2 separate regions of the Rattus norvegicus genome follow, and region 2 is linked to region 1. A link is a contact called in public Hi-C data. All regions are on one chromosome and are shown on one strand. Each heading gives the region's core, a stretch centred on a gene start, on an enhancer-like site or on the middle of the called end of the contact. The rest is flanking DNA. Distances are from core to core; before and after follow the strand shown. Region 1 has its middle 50 kb from the start of Gse1. Region 2 holds the start of Gse1 (Gse1 coiled-coil protein).

Region 1 (3,636 bases), core at 737-3,236:
TCTCCCGCGGTGGCCCCCGAAACTGAAAGTTGCAGGGCAGAGGCTGTCAGCGCGCACCGAGGCGCAGGAAACAGGAAGCCCAGCGCACTGCGGCCGCGGCCCCTCCGGGCCTCGCACAACAAAACCTTCCAGGGAATCGGGAGAGGGGGCAGTGGGGCCGGGCCCCCCCGGTCGCCGCCCGCGGGAAAGTAACTTCACACCCGCGCGATCGCGCCCGGGGCGCAGCGCCGCCGGCTCCGCGCAGACAAAAGGAGCGAGACGCGCACGGGGCCGGGCGCCCCACGCGGCAGCGCGCACTGAGCGGGCAGCCGAGCAGCGCGCCCCTGTGCGCCCCTACGCGCCCTGGTCTTGGGACCCGAGGACCTGGCGCACGACTTGCTTACCTGGTAAGTAATAGAGAGGCGGCTTCAGTCCGAACATGGCTCAGGTTAGAATTCCATAGTGGCCAGAGAGGGACGAAGAAGGAAATGAGGAAAAAGAAAAAAATCAAGCCCAGCAATGAAACAAAACCAGCGTCCAAGCCACGGCGCTCAAAAATGTCCAAAACAATAAAATAAAGGCAGAAGAGCGATCCCCGGAGCGCCGTGGGTAGAAACCAGTTTGTGTTTTTTCCTTTTCCTTCTCCAAGATGATCAAAGGCTGCCTTTCCGTCCAGCGCCCGGGCAGGTTCGGCCACCTCGGCCAGAGCAGATCCACAGTGAGGTAATTGACCAAGGAAGGGCCGGAGCCTCCACGGCGGCCCGGCGTCTTCGCCGCGTGTGTATTTTCTGCCTTTTGGACTTGAGATGCAAATTAAAAAAAAAAAAAAAGGAGGGGGAGCTGGCGGAGGGAAGAGGGCGGGAGAGCAGAAGAGGAGAGAGAAAAATAAAGGGGGGCGGTGAGGGTGATGAAATTGGGGGGTTAAGGTCTTTAGGGATTACTCATTGGAAAGAAAAAGAGACAGGAGAGAGAGAGAGAGGAAAGGGGAGAGAAAAAAAGCACCCCCTAAGACGTGCGAACAGCAATCTCGCCTCCATTCAGCCATTTGAATGTCAAGGGCGAGGGTCAAGAGACCTGTTTCCAACAGGGTTTCACGTTCAGAACCAGAAGGGAAAAGGAAGGGGGGCGGCGGGAGGGGGCATCTGGTTGCCAAGGAGAAATCGGCTTTGTTTTCGTTTCCCCTTAGCTACTGGGTGAGGAGGGGCGGGGTGCGGAGAGGAGGAGGGGGGCGCTCAGCAGGGGTGCTGGGGGTGGAGAAAATTAATACCCAAACAGCCAAGAAGTACCGAGGGGGCAGATTTCGCCTCGTCAATGGGAGAGGCGGCGGCGACAAACAAGTCTTGGGCTAGGGACACTCGCTGGTGAGGGCAGGCTCCCCTCCCCCCCTCACTACCAGCATCCCCCCCCTTTTTGGTTATCTCCCCGCCCGGCGTCCCACCACTGACTCAGACGGAGGGGGTGGGGAGGAGGGAGAGGAGGAGGAGGAACTCGCGGGGGCGCAGCCGGCAGGAGCAGGAGAGCGGGAGGCGAGAGCGCGCGGCGGTGGAGAGCCCCTCGATCAATTTTCATGCAAGAATCATTATCGGTAAATTGGAAAGCTGGCTGCCTGACAGCAGATTTGTCTCCCCTAATGAAAGCGAAAGGGAAGGGGCGCAGCGGCGGGCGGCTCCTTCCGTCTGCGCCGCGTCCTCCCGGAGCTCCCGGCTGAGCGCCGCGGTGAAGAGAGTCCCACTTGCGACCTGCCCGTGTGCTGCCTCAGAGCCTTACGGACCAGACCCGGTGCCCAGGGCTCCAGGCGGATGCTCCCGCTTCCGACTGCACGGTGATCCCCTCTGCCCGGGAGCCGGCCGTTTGCAAACAGTGGGCGGCTGCGGGCGCCGCCAGGCCCCCCTCTGGCTGCCCAACTCTGCGCTCTGGCCGCTGGCCCGCCCTCGCTCCTCCCCACCCACGTCTGACAGCTGCGGGAGCCCGGAGCACGACCTTCCCCCCCGCGACCGTGCCCCGGGGAGGCCGGGGCCGCCCTTTGTGCAGCCCGCAGCGGGCTGCAGAGACCGCGCCCGGGAGAGCTAGGGCCAGTGGTTGGCCTCTCTCTTTCCTTTCCTCCCCCCCACGCCCTACCCCTTAAAAATCCCTGTTGCAAGTGTAATCAAATGCTTGATACCATCTCCCACACTCTCCTGCACCCGGGCATTATCAGATCCGGGAAGGCATGCTTCCAGGCAAACAGACCTAATAAATGCTATTACTGGGACTCTGCAAGCCCCGGCTGCACCATAGTAACGAGAGCCGGGCTAATTTGGTTTAAGCAAACGACCGACTGCACTGAGCGTTAGTGTGGCGCCTGTATCTCCCCTCCCCAGCCGCTGCGCGTTCACACCAGCTCAAGAAGGCCCCAAGTGATAATTCCCCAAATCGAAGGGGAAAAAACCCTGCCGCCAAACCACATCCTGTGCGCTCATTGTCCAGCCCAGCGATTTTAAAGAGACAGCATCCATTTACCCACACACCAGCCCCTACTACTAAACACACGCTGCAAAACAAGTATCGAGATGCGACCGTTTGTTTTTCAAGCCCTTTTACAGAAGCTCACCCCACTCCCGTGGCGCGACTACCTGGGGTTGGGACTACGTGACACTAATGGTCTCCTTTTGACCCCAGATCATCAAGTCCTAGTCCGCAGGTACGCACAGTAGATACCACGGCCGCCCCTAGCTAGGGTTGCTGCTACGGCTCTCTAACCTTCTCACCCATCAGGGGTCCACAACCAGTGGCCTTGAGATCCGAATAAACTCGGTGAATTCAGGTAACTCGCAGAATAAGCCCCCCCCCAGGGGGAGGGGAAGAGCTCTGGAGGGCACTTTGAGGGAGGTGGGGGCCCAGCCTTCTTATCCTTGTTGCACCCCCTCTGCGGCAGACCAGACGCGCGCGGCCCCGGGGAGGGCGCCTGGGCCCCAAGTTGCAGGAAGGGGCCGCTGCCGGCCTCTAGCCACTTTGCTATGCGCGACCCTAGAGGTCGCGCCAGACCCTAGGCTGCCGCCCTTTGTTTCCGGGGCTGCCTGTGAGGCGAGGACACACAGGCCCGGACTGGAGGGTCTAAGGTCATTGCATCCATCACCTGCCTGCATTCTTCCTGGTGGGCTAGATGAAAGAAGAGGGACCAGGGTCTTCACACATTCCCCCCCACCCCCGCGCCCCGTGCCCCGCCCCCTCACAAGCACTGGTTGTACTTAGGGGAAAAGAATAAAAACTATTTTTAAAAGACCCTAAACTATCAGTTTGTGTTGTCACTCTTTTATTGGTTTTTAATTCCCCGGGATTACGGGAACAACAGTAGTAATTAATACGAAACCTTCCTCCACTGTATATGCTAATGGCAGGAGCCATAAAAATTAATTTGCAAACATGTCATTACACAATAGCTATACAGGCAATAAACCTGTAATTATGGGCCAATCACAGGCAGGGTACAGAGGGAGGATGCTCCCCCAATAGGCTGGGCACCCCTCCTTCCTTCCCCTGCTTAAGTAGGGGAAATCATCCTGAAAAGAGCCATCCTTGAAGCCACCTGTAGAGAAAGCTGCCTGGACTGGATTCCAAACTACCTTGCTTCTGTGCCAGCCACTCCGGGACTATTGGGGACCTATACTGAGGCAGGGG
Region 2 (3,636 bases), core at 496-2,995, 50 kb before region 1:
TTAAAGGAACTATATATATACACCCCCTTTCAACCCTAACCGGTCAGGATCCTAATAACTGCCCCCAACAGGTCAGGGCCTGATCTGGCCTCCTAGCCTTCCTGGTTCAGAACCTGCCCTAAGGCAGGCAGAACAGAGCCCAAAGCTAGGACAGGCCTCCCACCTCCTTTCCGAAGGCGGGGCTGACCCCGGGTCTCTGGCTGGCTGCTCACCAGCGCCTCCCCCCTCCCCCAGCCTCCTCCGCTCCTGCTGCCAGACCAGGCGACAAAAGCCAACCTTGTACCAAGCCATCAAGGCACCCCCCAGGAGGTGGTCAGGCGTGACCCGGTGCCTGTGAGAAGTGTTGAGCAAGCTGCTTCTGCACAGCAGAACCCGATCGGGTGAGCCTGCCAGCAACCCTGTTCCGGTCCACCCGGTGGGGCGTGACACCCAGCACAGCAGATGACACACGCTGCCAGTCGGAGCCTGTGCCCCGGCCCCCCTCACCTGTGGCGGGGCGACTGAGCGGCTGAGTCAGACACAGCCTGCGCCTCAGGTTCCCCGCCTGCGGGTGGGGGCGGCTGTAAACACAGGCTGAGCAACACTTAAGTAGCCAAGCTTAAGTAACACGGACGCCCAGGGAAGGCTGCTCGCCAGGGGGGGCCCTGTCTTCCTAGGGAAGAGGGGGTAAAACAGTCTCAGGCAAGAGACTGAGACACTGCCAAGCGCCCAGCCAAGACCTCCTGCCTTTGTCCCCTTTGCTGGAAATCGGCTTAGGCCCGATGCTCCCTCCTAGAGTGAGGCTGCGCCTTTTGTTCCGGCCCCCTTTACAAAAGGATCTTGTATTTTGCCCCCCCTCCATTTGGTGGTCCCGCTTTTTGTTTTCAAACCCCAACCTGTGTGGGCCCCAACCGCGACAGATAAGACACTGCAGGGGTCTAGCAAGGGTTTAGTGTGCTTTAAACGCATGGAGACAAAGGCTGGTTTGCAAGCACCAAACCGACCCAACTCGAGCTGGCACCCCCACCACGAGTGGCAGGTGCGCGGGGGCGCCCCTCGCTCGCTCCGGGCTCCGATACCCAGATCTGCGGCCCCTAGCCTGCTCCTCGCAGTCCTAAGCGGCCCCCTCCACCTCCCTGCGCTCGGAGAGGCGGGCAGCGGGGAGGGCAGCCCAGCTCCCGCTCCGCCTCCAAGAAGGGAATTTAATTAGCCTGCCGGAGAGGCGGCGGGCGACGAGGTGTCTCTGGTGCTGCAATATAATTGAATCGGCTCCACTCGGGCGGGCCACTCGCCGTCAGCGCGGCCGCGGGGGGCGGGGAGGCGCATCCAGGCGGAGCGGGAAGGGCCGGGCGGGGTCGCGGAGGCCCCCTGAACTGCCATCCCAGGCAAGGCGTCCCCCACACCGATCCAACCACCTGCCTGGGCACCCCCGCCCCATCCAAAGTTTTGCTTCAACCCCGAGCCCCGGAGCCGCCCCCGCACACTTCCCCGCGCACTTCCGCGGTCGCAGAGCTCGCTGCGCCCAGCGCGCGCGCGCAGCCGCGAGTGTGGCTTCAGGTCGGCCGCGCGCCCCGCGCTTCTCGTACCTCGCACCCGCGGGACCTGGCACCGGCCGTTGGCGCCCCTCCCGAGCCCACAAACTTGGGTAGGGGAAGAGCGAGGGAACCCCCGTCACCCCCCTACCCGCGCGCTCACCTTTCATGCCAGGGCCCCGCTGCTCCGCCGCGCCTGACACATGCCGGAGCCACCGTCGCCCGGGTTTGTCTGAACTGCTTATCTCACCCGGGGCTGTGCGGCGGCGGCTCGGCCGCTCGGGGAGGTGGAGCTTCCGGGGCCTGGGCCAAGAAACACCTGCTGCTGTCGCCGCTGAGGACACACCCAAGCGCAACGCCGCCCACTCCCCGGCCCCGGCTCGCTCCCGGCGCCCTGACCTCAGCCGGCGGGAGGTGTCGGGTTTCAGCCGCAAGCGCACGCGCGCGCACCGACGGACCGCCCGGAGCACCCAGCGCGGTCACAGCCCGCCGGGTAGGTGCCGCCCCCGCGCTCCTGGCGACCCGGGCTGGACAGTCGAGGGGGACCTCTTCGAGGCTTCGCGGGCCACTCATCTCCCAAGAGTAGAGAGGAGTGGCTTACAACACTCCTCTCCGCCTGCCATATCTGAGCCTCAAAGCCGCCTCCCCAAGCGCCTGGAACAGTGCCTGGCACCTGGCCACCCACTAAGAGAGGGGAGGGATAAACCCAGCGCTCAGGAGGACTTTCCTTGTGCTGAGTGGAGGGGACTACACAATATAGGCCGCTGGCCTCCCTCGCTCTCCAAGATGCCTGATCTATTACCGCAACTTTAAAGGATTTAATGTTAAGAGCTGGGGCCACGAGCCTCTGACCCAAAGTTTTGCAAAGTCTCCATCTTTAAGAAATTTTTGTGAAGGCCACACGGGGGGGGGGGGGGTCGAGTTCTTTAAAGAGCCCATGTTCGAGAAGCTTAAGTCCACGGAGGCGCCGCTGCGCCAGGGGCATCATTAAGTAGCTGGGGTTGCGGTCAGAGGCGAGGCCGCTGCCGCCGCCTCCAGAAACTGGCACAACCCACCGCGCCACCGGCCCCAGCGCACCGCCTTCCCATTCTTGATGCCCCCACCCACCCTACCTCACCCAGGCACTTCACCGGGATGACTCAGGGAGCGTCCTGAAATTCTTCGGCACCCACAGGCGGCGCGGAGAGGGACTGGGCCCCAGCGTCCCCGCCCCCAACGCGACCGGTCCCCAGGACGTCCCCTTCCCACCACCCGGGAGGCGCGGGGTTATAGGACAAGCCCGGCTGGGTCCCTCGGCCGGACCAAGCGCGCAAGGAGCAGCCAGAGAGATGGCAAGGTCGTCGCGAGGTCCCGGGGTCTCCCCCGCCCGCCCTCTCTACACTGCTCTCTAATGATCCTCCGCTTTCATACTTTCGAGCCTGGAGGCCACTGCACCTCCCCGGGGGGAGCACCTCAGCGCCGCTGCGGGTTTCAACTTTCCACGGCGGTGCCAGCCCCAAACCTGCCCCGGGACATGCCCGCGCAGTGCTCGGCAGGCGCGCGCTGCCTCCCCCGCCTTCCTCCCTCCCGCGCCAGCCGGGACAGCGCAGGGAGCGAGCGCGGGCGCCAGCACCCCCCGTCCATCTGTTCTCGATGACGCCGGCGGCGGGCAGCGCTCGGGGCCCGCGCCAGCAGAAGCCGCCGATGCCGCGGGGCGGGGGCGCACGCCGGGCCAGTCTTGCACAAGCCCCTGGCCGACCACAAACGACAAGGGAAACGGGCGGGCAAGGGCAGGCTGAGTTGCTGCTCCTACCTGCGGCCACCGGGTCCCTGGCCCTACACACGTTCCAAGCGGCCTTTGGTCCACGCGTTAGTTCGCGTCGCCCCCGGCAGCGTGGCCTATGCAAGTTTACGACGCTCGCGACCTCCGGGATGCACCCGGCTCCCCGGGAGTGGGGGCGGGGGGAGGCGCCTTCACCCGCTGGGAATCGTACGCAGGAGGGGGAGGGGGGACTGGGAGGTGTCAGGAGAAAGAAACAACTGGCCTCGAGCCGTAAAAACAAAATGAAAAACCTCCCGGGCTAGTCCAACCCCTTTCCCACCTGGATTACTGGCTGGGGGAGGGGAGGGGACAACATGTAAATGA

What was found. Hi-C and Micro-C count contacts between places; a contact is called where the count stands out from the background.
Region 2: a contact with region 1 is called in a Hi-C map of liver, with 5 times the contacts expected there. The contact joins the promoter of Gse1 here to the enhancer-like site in region 1. A contact is called at or near these places in 6 of 12 Hi-C or Micro-C datasets (Schwann cells, frontal cortex, kidney and 2 more) and 1 of 1 datasets of contacts at active chromatin or transcription factors (oligodendrocytes).

What each region holds. Positions count from the first base shown.
Region 1 is chr19:65,443,246-65,446,881 of GRCr8, reverse strand. It overlaps a transcript of Gse1 not described here. Among named protein-coding and RNA genes, the nearest start is that of Gse1, 50 kb to the left of the region's middle. Within about 2 kb of position 1,986, at least 54 of the 93 cell types and tissues checked have an H3K27ac peak or open chromatin away from gene starts, as enhancers often do. A contact at or near this core is called in Schwann cells and liver, where this site is marked.
Region 2 is chr19:65,492,769-65,496,404 of GRCr8, reverse strand. It overlaps Gse1 (Gse1 coiled-coil protein), which reads right to left and starts at 1,745. Exons shown (of 16, transcript NM_001427026.1): 1 at 1,675-1,745. The coding sequence starts at 1,681.